Regions from separate parts of the Mus musculus genome. Here region 1 is linked to region 2. The links are chromatin contacts, called in public Hi-C maps. All regions are on one chromosome and are shown on one strand. Each heading gives the region's core, a stretch centred on a gene start, on an enhancer-like site or on the middle of the called end of the contact. The rest is flanking DNA. Distances are from core to core; before and after follow the strand shown.

The links. Hi-C and Micro-C count contacts between places; a contact is called where the count stands out from the background.
Region 1: a Hi-C map of embryonic fibroblasts shows a contact between it and region 2, with 2.5 times the contacts expected there. The contact joins two enhancer-like sites. A contact is called at or near these places in 4 of 484 Hi-C or Micro-C datasets (embryonic fibroblasts, embryonic retina, muscle stem cells and 1 more) and 3 of 115 datasets of contacts at active chromatin or transcription factors (astrocytes, large pre-B cells and stem cell-derived neural progenitor cells).

The regions. Positions count from the first base shown.
Region 1 is chr19:56,036,021-56,041,373 of GRCm38.p6, reverse strand. No RefSeq gene overlaps it. Among named protein-coding and RNA genes, the nearest start is that of Gm4470, 39 kb to the left of the region's middle. Within about 2 kb of position 3,538, at least 19 of the 459 cell types and tissues checked have an H3K27ac peak or open chromatin away from gene starts, as enhancers often do. A contact at or near this core is called in embryonic fibroblasts and muscle stem cells, where this site is marked.
Region 2 is chr19:55,539,306-55,544,783 of GRCm38.p6, reverse strand. All of the region lies in intron 7 of Vti1a (vesicle transport through interaction with t-SNAREs 1A), which reads right to left. Among named protein-coding and RNA genes, the nearest start is that of Gm41871, 160 kb to the left of the region's middle. Within about 2 kb of position 2,138, at least 99 of the 459 cell types and tissues checked have an H3K27ac peak or open chromatin away from gene starts, as enhancers often do. A contact at or near this core is called in embryonic fibroblasts and muscle stem cells, where this site is marked.

The DNA.
Region 1 (5,353 bases), core at 2,289-4,788, 500 kb before region 2:
CAAACATGCAAACCTAAAGCCACCCCTCTCGCTGATACCCCTAGGTCCACCTATGCAGAAACTTCCTTCCTATAAACTTCCGGGAAGACACTTCCAGAAAGCAGCATCCACCTAAAGCATAATGATGTATTTTTATAAAACAGAATGTATCATTTGCATCATGAAAATTATATATGTATATGTATAATGTATAGTATGTATATGTATGTGTATGTGTATGTGTATGTGTATGTGTATGTGTATGTGTATGTGTATGTGTATGTGTATGTGTATATGTATATGTATATGTATATGTATATGTATATGTATATGTATATGTATATGTATATATCCCACTCACCACACCTAACAAATAAAATTTCCAAGCTTTCTAAATGAGGAATGCTTCTAGAAACTTCATTTGGGGGGGCTTGTTTATTTTGTTTGCTTTTTGGTTTTTTCTAAGTATGTATTTAGATATATGGATATCTGTAGACATCTAAATAGAAGATAGATATAGATATATGATAGAAAGATTACAGATAGAGATGGGTGATAGATATGTAGATAAGATAGGTTAATCATAAATTGGTGATTAATGATAAAGTTAGATAATAGATGATACAGGATAGATATATAGATAGATCAATAGAGATAGATAGATGGACAAAGATAGATAGATAGATAGATAGATAGATAGATAGATAGAGAGATAGAGAGATAGAGAGATAGAGAGATAGATAGAGAGAGAGAGATAGATGGACAAATTAGATAGATAGATAGATAGATAGATAGATAGATAGATAGATAGATAGATAGATGCATGGATAGATAAGTAGATAGAGGATAAATATAGAGATATATGGATATCTATGTATATCTAGATAGACAATAGATGGATGGATGATAGGTAGATAGATAGATAGATAGATAGATAGATAGATAGATAGATAGATAGATAGATAGGTAGGTAGGTAGATAGATAGATAGGTAGGTAGGTAGGTAGATAGATAGATAGATAGATAGATAGATAGATAGATAGACAGACAGACAGTGAATTTTCAAGGACTGATTGAGTGAAATGTCAAAATGTCCAGAAGCCTCTTTTCAAAGCCTGAAAGTCACCTCACAGCCCTCCAGTGGCCTGGCCTTAGAAGCAAGGGTGCCTGGCTGAATGTTTTTGGGAATCAAGCAGAAGCAGAGCCGTGGGGTCTGTGAGCTTAGGACTCCTCACCCATGTCTCTGAGCTTCTGTCCTCCCACCCAGCCTCCTGAGAAACTGCCTTCTCCTTCAGAAGACTCTGTGACTACAGCCACACCACAGCAAGAGTAGAAACCTCCTGCCACAGATGAAGTTTCACAGTTTATTATCCCTGGCATCTAATGGAGACAGCCATGCTCCCAAGCAGGGGCCTAGAAAAATCCGTCAGAGCCCCTTTCACATGCCTGCCCCTCACTGACTTGCCAGAGTTTTTTTTTTTTCCCTGTCCCCTATCATCGTCAGAGGAAAAAAGACAGAAGGCTGTGCTGGCTGGGCAACGATCAGCGGCATAGAAGGCGCCAAGGGAGAGGAAAATATGCGGCATTAATATTTAATGCCCCCTTTCCATTTTCCCCTAATAAGCTGAGTGCTACGGCGGACAGAGCTGATTTATTTTGTCAGCAGTGGAAGTATTTCAAGTATGATGCATGTCACTGGGTCACATGGAACCCATCGCACAAAAACACACATGGCAGAGACATCCAAGACAGGAGTCCTTTGGACAGGATCTCAGTCTCTGGGCTTCAGGATGTCTTGCAGACAGCCCAGGGTTTGAGTGAGGAATGACTGCAGGATAGGTGGTGAGCCCCCACGTTGGGGCACAGTGCTGCCATATGGCAGAGAGAGTCACGTGACACACAGCACCAGCACTCACTCAGGGCCCCTCAGTCCTGCCCAGTTTGCCTTGGCACCAATGATTGCCTACTTCAGACTTTGAGGGTCTCTCTAGCCACCAGAGCTTGCTGTGTCCTGTCATGGAGCAGCTGGAAGAGCTGAGGGAGGCCTCTGGAAATAGGCCTGAAGCAGTATCAAATGGAGGTGTGAGGCCCACACAGTCCTGCTTCTTCACGCCTCTGATGCGGGTTCTGGACTGACTTGCAGAGGTGTCCCGTGGGAATGACTCTCCTGTAACCTGCAACCCTGGCATGATCATTAGCACACCAGGCGTGGTGCTCTCGCCACCTCTTCACGACTCCTTCTGGAATCATCACCCACATATGCTTGCCCTGAAGTCACTGTCTCAGCCCAGCAATCCCATCCTGGCTTTCTGTGACAGGTGGGGCTTAGCCTTCAGAACACCTTCAAGACCCTTTGGGATACATTAAAATTACAGCCGGGATGAGGAACAACCCTCATATGCTGTCTTGTGATTATGAAGTCTGGTGGTCACCAAGAAAGAACTTTCTGAAAGACTATCTCCCAAGCTTTCCAAACAACTGCAGGAACGAAGAGGGACTGACATCAGCCCATTTCACAGATGAGGAAAGTAAGTCCCTGAGCATTCCAGTAGCTGCTGCACATTCCTCAGTCACTCAGAGCACAGCCAGGATACATACACCAGCATACTGTGTGTCACATCTGATGTCTCCACACAAGAGGTCTTTCCTAAGGAAGTTGGTTGGTGGAGAAAACTCGCCAGTTCTCTCGATGAGGCTTTCTGCTAACAGGAAGACTTGTGTGAGCCGAAAACTCAGAGGCAAAATGACTGTGTCTTTTCAACACCAGCCCCTGGCAGCTGAGGAGAGATTTGTGCCTGCCTTTTGTCTCTGAAGCCAATGTACCCACAAAGCACTGGAGGGTCTATGCTTGGCATTCACTCTTCCCAAGGGCTTTCCAAGATGCTTGAGAGCTGAACTATTGCTGACCCTGAAATACAAAAAGCAAAGTATAAGGGTTGGAGAGATGGCTCAGCCATTAAAGCACTTGCTGTATAAGCCTAAGGACTGGAGTTCAACCTCCAGCCCTGCAGGCGGATCCCAGAAGGTTCCTGGCGAGTCAGCCTCACCTAACTGCTAAGTCCCAGGTCTCAGTGAGAGATCCCACCTCCCAGACTGAAGTGGGAGGCCCCTAAGGAGCTACTCCACACACATACACATGGGCCTATACATATAACACACACACACACACATACACATGGGCCTATACATATAACACACACATACAAGCTCCTAAGGAACTACTCCACACACATACACATGGGCCTATACATATAACACACACATACAAGCTCCTAAGGAACTACTCCACACACATACACATGGGCCTATACATATAACACACACACACACACACACACACACACACACACACACACATACACATGGACCTACACATATAACACACACATACATACATACATACACACACACACATACACATGGACCTACACATATAACACACACATACACACACACACAGCCAAGGGGAAGCTAAAAATTAAGCAAATTCCATTAATACCTACAAATGTCATTGCTCATTCAATGGAATGTGCATCATCAGTTTACAGCCATCCAAAGTAATGCGTGGGTCATGCCCCTGCTTTGTCATGCACAATCAGATATACAACCCGAGACACCATGACTAATCACAAAATAAATGAGTTATTTGCAGCCATCTAGTTTCAAAAGCAGAATCATAAAATCCTTTGAAGCTTTTTACAGCAAGAGATAAAGTTTGCTATAATGTGGGCTCCTTTAGCGCTTTTGACATGAACTGAGGTGGGTAGATCCAAATTAAAAAGTGCCCAGGGCTAAGACAGAGCTGAAATGGCTCTCATTACCCAAAAGCTTGGCTTGCTTGCTCATCACTCCTATCCGCCCGCACCCCAGAGCCCTCTGAAAGCCTTTCTCAGCCCTAAGAATAGCCCCATGGGCCACTAGGACTCTTGGTGGGCCGAGAGAAGGATGCTGTGGATGAAAATATGGGCTTCTCATCTCTTCACCATGATCGATTGATGGAAACTTCCATAGGTCATTGATTTTTCTTTTTGAATATGTTAAGTTCTTAAAGTCCTTTTTAATATGAAGGGATCCTTGGTTTATTCTTCCCGTCAGCTCCATGCACACCCACAGACAGCTTTCCCACCAGGCCTTCACCCCACTCTGCCTGTACTTGACTTAGGAAACCATCTTAAAGCTTAGTCTTGGGACTGCTCTGGGAAAAGCCACTTCTATTCCTTGGAGACAGGTGCCTCCCTCCCTCCCTCTCTCCCTTCCTCCCTCCCTCCTTCTCTCCTTTCCACTCTTCCTTCCTCCCTCTCTCCCCTTCCTTCCCTATTCTCTTTTTTCCTCCCCCTTCCAGCCATTCCCACGCTTGCCCTTCCTCTTGGTTATCTGAAATGCCAGAGAAGGTACTACGAATGCAGGACTGAGAGACCCACCTGTGTAAACTGAAGACAGAGGAAAGGAAGAGGGGGAAAAGAGAATGTGCCAATGAAGAATCATAGTTCAAACTCAAGGATGCCCAAGAGATATAGGAAAGAGGAAGGGAAGGAAGAAGGGAGGGAAGGGGAGAGGGGGAAGGAAGGAGGGAGGTCAGATCTCTATTCGAATGGTCAGAAAAACCTTCCCTAGGAGCATTTTCTGTCTGGGAATTGTGGTATCTTTCTGGTCACGTTGTTTGGGGATTATTTGGGAAGATTCTGGGAATGAGGATTAAGAATACCTACAGTTTAAAATACTTAAGTGAGCTACTTGGTCATTTTGTCAGAAGGGGATACGATTTTCCTGATACTCTTTAATATAGTCTGTATTGATAAGTGGATACACTTCCCCAAGTACTTGGATCAAAAGAAGTCCATGTCTTTCCACAACCTATTGGCTACAGACAATGACAGATAATTTTCCAACACCCCCATTTTTTTTTTCTTTAGCTGCCAGGAAGCTCACAGAATTATAAATTATACACGTGCTAGCAGCCATGATATGACCCTTGGTTTCCAATGGAAGCTACCATGCATGGTAAGAACTGCTGTTCTCTGAATGTTAACAAGGCCAGCCAGGGCTCTGTCACTGGAATAAAGGTTTCTAGGGGTCTGGGGGAAAAACACTTTCAAGAGATGCAATTAAGTAGGAAGGATTAACTCAGGTATCAGTGCTCAGCAAATACTAGTTGTATGTGATGCTCAGAGGCAGGACAGCCACCTACCTTGTGCAAGACCCACGTACCACCAGAAGAAGTATTGCCTGAGTACAAAATTGAGAACCAACGAAGAGAGAAGTGCGTGGTGAATGTTTTCCCCTTCCTCTCGTCACGTCACCAGGCACGGCTACCACCCCAACATGATTCCACTTTCTGCAATCTTTGTAACAGAGACAGAAAGAGTAACTACAGC
Region 2 (5,478 bases), core at 889-3,388:
AGGCTTCCCCATCTGTGCCAAGCAACCCTAACAGAAAGACAGACAATAACAAGTGGTGGGAAGGAAGTCAGGAAGTCAGAGCCCAACACACAGCTGCTGGGCCGTGAACCACAACACTCCCCTCAGCACACAGCTGGCATTTCCTCAAAAGTCAAGCAGAGGAGGTACCGTTATCACTTAGGATTCTATTCTTAGGTACACAGAAAGGGGAAATGCAAACATACATTCACAAGAAAAGCTTTTCAACAACATTATTCATTATAGGCAACAGGCGGAGACAACCCAGAAGTTCACATCTTGGCAGATAAGCAGATGAATAAAGCTTGTGAGTATACTGGTAAAGTATGTATATACGCACATGCACAGTATAGGAGAAGGCTACTGGCCAACCAAAAGACACTTGGTATTAACACACGCCTCACCATGGATGGCCCTTGAATTCATTATGCTAAGTGAAAGAAGGGAGACACAAAACGGCCCATGATGTTTGACTCTGTGCATGTGAAATGACCAAAACAGTCAAACCTATAGAGACAGAGGAAGATGGGCCATTGTCAGGAGATGGGAGGGACAAGGAATATTTTCTTTTAAGGGTGATGAAAATATTTCAGAATTGACTTTGGTGGTGGTGGTTGTCTGACTAAGCAAATATGCTAAGAGCCAGGGAACTATACATCTAAATGGGTGGGTATGTGGTATGCAAATCATATCTCAATAAAAGCTATTAAAAACTCAATAGAGGCACACAGTCATTAAACTATAAGACTCAAGGATCAATTAAATTTAAATCAGAGTGCCGAGTACATGTGTGTGTCTATAATGGCATCTTATGTGGATAATTGCTTTATATGTTCGATTGCTTTAAACCCATTTTTACATTTATATTATTTTTCAGGAGCAGCTGAATTTTAGGGAGGTAAATAATAAACAAGGCTATTGTGGCTCTGGAAATGACATTCTTTTATTTTACTACCTAGGATTGACTCGACGGTGTAAAATGCTATTAGGAGAAAGAATGGCCAAGTCTGAATGAGAGCATGTATTTCATCGTGAAGATAAAAGTCTTTCTTCTCTCTAGTGAATACAGGTAATTTCAGAAGCAGCGACTCCTAATTATTCAGTGTTGAAAAGCTAAAAAAAAAAGGTTCACATTGAAAACAGTGACCTCCAGTTTGCTCTGTGAATGAAGACAGACACAAATTCTCATTTTCCTGGAATCCTGGTTGATAAGTGAGTTGGGGAAATGCATGCATTTCTTCATTACAGTGCAGTCGACTGTTCATTTAAATAACAATGACGGGCATAAAAGCCACAGCCGCATTATCTAGCAGTTCTACTGTGTTGAAACGCATTATTAGAGTGAACAATGCCAAGTACAGTAAATAAATGGCTGTCCCTCATTTTAGCATTATTCCTGCTTGCTTAGCTTTGTGAGAGGGCACCATCATTACGATGGCTGCATTCAACACCTTGGCCAACACCATTCACATGCATAACTCTTGAGCTGGGTTTACAAGTAGTTACGGTCTTTTCTAGCTCACGGAAAGCGAGGGGGAAGTCACCCCACCCGGTACTTAGGTATCAGGTAGTTTCAACGGAAAATAGTTGCAGAAATCAATGTTTGTTCACTGTGTCTGTGTTAAAACGGAAGCCTCCATTAGGGACAGCACACACAATAGGCTGGTTTAAAGTTGTGAAGTCTGTACCCACAATCCGACTTGAAATCAACTGTGTAAGAACTTGCTATTGGTTCTGCCTTTCACGTCAAAGTAGACACCGTCCTTTACTTTCTCTTCCATTGCCTGAAATGACTAGTGTCTTAGCCCAAAGCTCCAGGCAAACTTGGCTCTGAGTGCATCTTCTGTCTCCCAAACGTAGGAAAAATAAAAGAAGCTATTTGGAATGATTTGGTCTTGAGTCTCCAGCTTGCACACTTAAGGTGACCTGGGGTACAGTATGTGACAGAGGAAGAGGAGAGAACTTGAGCAGGCGAGGCCGTCACAGACAACACAAGCTTGCAGCATGTCTTTCCAGCCAGGCTTCCAGACATGCGCATGAAGTCACAGACAAGACTTCCTATGAATCAACAAGCATCGTCCTCATCCAGTCATGATTCAGAGTTTATCATTCTTTAGCAGTGAGTCACTTTCTCCCCACCCTCATTGAACCTCTAGATTTTCTGTACAGCAAAGCTCAGGGCAGGAAGAAGTGCAGTGCACAGTTTGAAGCTGTGTTTGGGTAGCAAGCCCGGCCCTGTCCCTCACTGGGTTTGTGCAGAGTGCCCACCCATAGCCCCTGCCTTGCCATTCCATGCTGCTGTTCGTAGCCCTGCTCTAATGCTCCTTTATCCAGCTTCTTCATCTCAGGCCAGGCATCCCACGGCAGCAAGTGCAACACAGTTAAGAACACCCCTGTGCATGCCTGCTGCTGTGCCTCTCCAAAATTTATATCATGTAAAGTTTCTCACTAGACAGATGCCCCCTCCCCATTTTACCAGATCTTTACTCTGCCATGACTTCATGTGGGTGAAGGAAGCCTGAGACAAGAGGGCTGGCTGCACAGGATGGATGGGAGGAGTGTCCCACATGTTTCAAATGTTTCTTGCTCTTTCTTGATCCCAACCGGAACCTCTCTTTACCCTGTGAACTCTTAGAAAAACGATGCATCCCTTCCTTCCCTGGCATCTTCCCTTGAGTGGGACCTTATGGGACCCATACCTTCTCCTTGGACTCATCTCCTCTCTGGGGAGCCTAGGAGGTCCGCTCCCAGCTGGTGCGCTCCTGTGTTGATGCACATCCTGACTGCTGAGATGAGCTCTTCACAAGTTTGCAGTTTGCTTGACAAAGCAGCTGCCTTGCCAGGCTTTGGTGTACTTACAAAGTAGTTAGTGGTTCAGAAATCTCTTCCCTGGGGTTAGCAGCCTGCCTCCAACACGTGTACAAGGCCCTGGTCTCAGATACGAGCAACAAGTGACATCAACAGGCACTGCAAAGATGCAGGGTAGCCTGCCAAAGTCTTCAGAAGCTTACTGTGCCCTTGAAGTGGGTCATCCTCAGGAGCTGTCGCTTTTCATCTACCCAGCAGGTGTGTGTCATCAAATAAATATCATAAAATGTCTTCCAGTCTGCAACAAATATCTGGCAAGGAAAAGAGGCGCGAGGGCCTGCTGCCTATCGTGCTTGACGGAGGTGCGCCTCCAGAGATGCCCTTCCTAAAAATGGGAAAAAGCAGTATTTTATGAGCTAAAGGTTTCCTACCCCTGTTATTTTGGCCTTCTCTCCCGTTTATCCACTCTCCTCATCCTCTCAGCCAGCAAGTTTCCTAAAGTACTCTCAGGGCTGTAAGTTCATAAGTGTTCAACAAAGGAGACCCTCGAAGCTCGGTGCCACAAAACTATATTTCCCCTCAAAGTCCGTTAGTTTAAAAAAAAAAGTAGGTCAACTGGTTTTCTTGGTTTTCATCATCACCATGGTTTAAAGTTTAAATTATTGATGCTCTTTTCCTTATGTTGGAAGCATTAGGAGACAGTAAAACAGAGAGCTTGTAAATTGCATAGTTTGGTAATTAACAGGACGGGAAGGTATGAAATTATGTATCTCAATTCTCATTAGATATTCCTAAACTTACTTCATCATTCCATGCCTAAATACTAGACATCATCAAGTCAAAAATATTTTTTAAAAGCAGTTAACACCGACTTTAAAGTTATAAGAAGATCTTACAATAGAGGAAATGTATTTGTCCTGTTTTCAAGTTTATGTACAAAGATTCTAACCCCTGAACCACAGATGGCTCTCGCAGAAGCATGAACACCATGCACGGCACCCTTGGGCAAGCCAGGAGACTCCTATGATGTCTTCACATGGGTGTAGGTGCTCTACGACCTTCACCATAGTTTTGCCATTTTGGGTCGAATACTGTCCCCCAGACTCTCAGAGTCTTTGCAGCAGTGAGCTGTCACTGACTTAGCCACTTCTCTCAGGTCAACTAAATGGTGGCCTTTTACAGGAAGCAGTCACCTCTTCCTGAATCAGAATATCAGTAAGATCATAGGCTTGATAACTCCTTAAAGTTGATCTTTTAGAATAAAACATACTGGGTTAAAAAAGCCATGTAGCCCAGAAAGGGCCTGAGTGGAGGCTGACACTTATGTTGGGCACTAGACAAGGTCTTGTAGAAACTGGGCTACAGCAGCGAAGGAAATAGAGTACCTCCCCCATGGGACCCACATTTTAAATGAGGGGACAGTAAATAGGCAACCATGTACTGGCTCAGTACACCCCTGTCCAACATGCTTAGAACTGAGCATTTCCAATTGTGGAATTAGGAGATATTTTGGGAACAGCATTTAAAGTCTACAAGTGAAATGCATTTATGTTTTATATACATAGCTTATCATATACCTTATACTCACAGTAAGATGGTAAGTTTTCAAAGCATGATAACTTGGTGGGTAAACAAAGTTTCATGATATGGGATTTTCCCCTCAAGGTGTCAAGTTGATGTCCAAAAGTCTCCAAGTTTAGAGCATATCAGGTTTTGATTTTGAGGGGTTTGGCTGCTGGAGCTGTACAGACAACAGCAAACTATTCGAGACTGTGTTCCCCCTGGGCCCATCTCCTTTTGAGCAATTCCTCTAAAACTCAGTTATGGCCAAGACTGAGTCTTCCTGTGGTTGGGCTTCCTCACACTGCATTCTCTCATGGACTAAGGGTTTTCACTGGGGAACACATTTCTGAGACACACAACAGATGGGAAGAATGGCAGGAAGGAGAGATGCCAGAGGTGTGGGAAGGACCAAGCCCTTCTTTGCTGTGGTCTAGGGTCTCAGTGATGTCACCGTCTTGTGCCACTAGAAAATGATTCATGCCCAACCCTGCTATGCCCACAGAGAACTGCAGCATCCTGGATTCCCCTACCGAAGGACGGGCTGGGTGAACATGCTCCTGACAACTGGTTTTAAAACAGTTCGGCACAGATGGAAATCATCACTGGAAATCTAAAGAGGCACATTCCCAACGCAGTCTGACTTCTAAACACTTCTGCTTTGACTGCGTGTACACTTAAGGCCCTGGAGGCTGACTGTGATGGAAACACAGCTGTGCTCCCAAGGCTGATGCTCAGGAGGAACTGCAAAGCTGACTCTGACATTCGCTAGTTATGTCATTCAGATCAAGTTATGGACTTTTCTAATCCTTGTCCATAAAGGAGAGTAGAAATGCCTCCCTTATTAGTTTGCTCTGAGTGTTAAGTGAAACCAAATGAGACCATGATTACATAGCAATTAGAGTTTAAGTGCTCTTAAAATAAATGGCAATTAAGGACAGTAATCAATGATAATGGTGATTCAGAAATAATTTGCTTGGTTCTTTGGTTAGAAAACTGAGGAGGAAACCTTGACATGAGAGAGCAGAGCATCAAAGAACAAACAATCCTTTCACAGGAAAGCTGCAGCTCACTGAGGAACTAGGGAGGAGG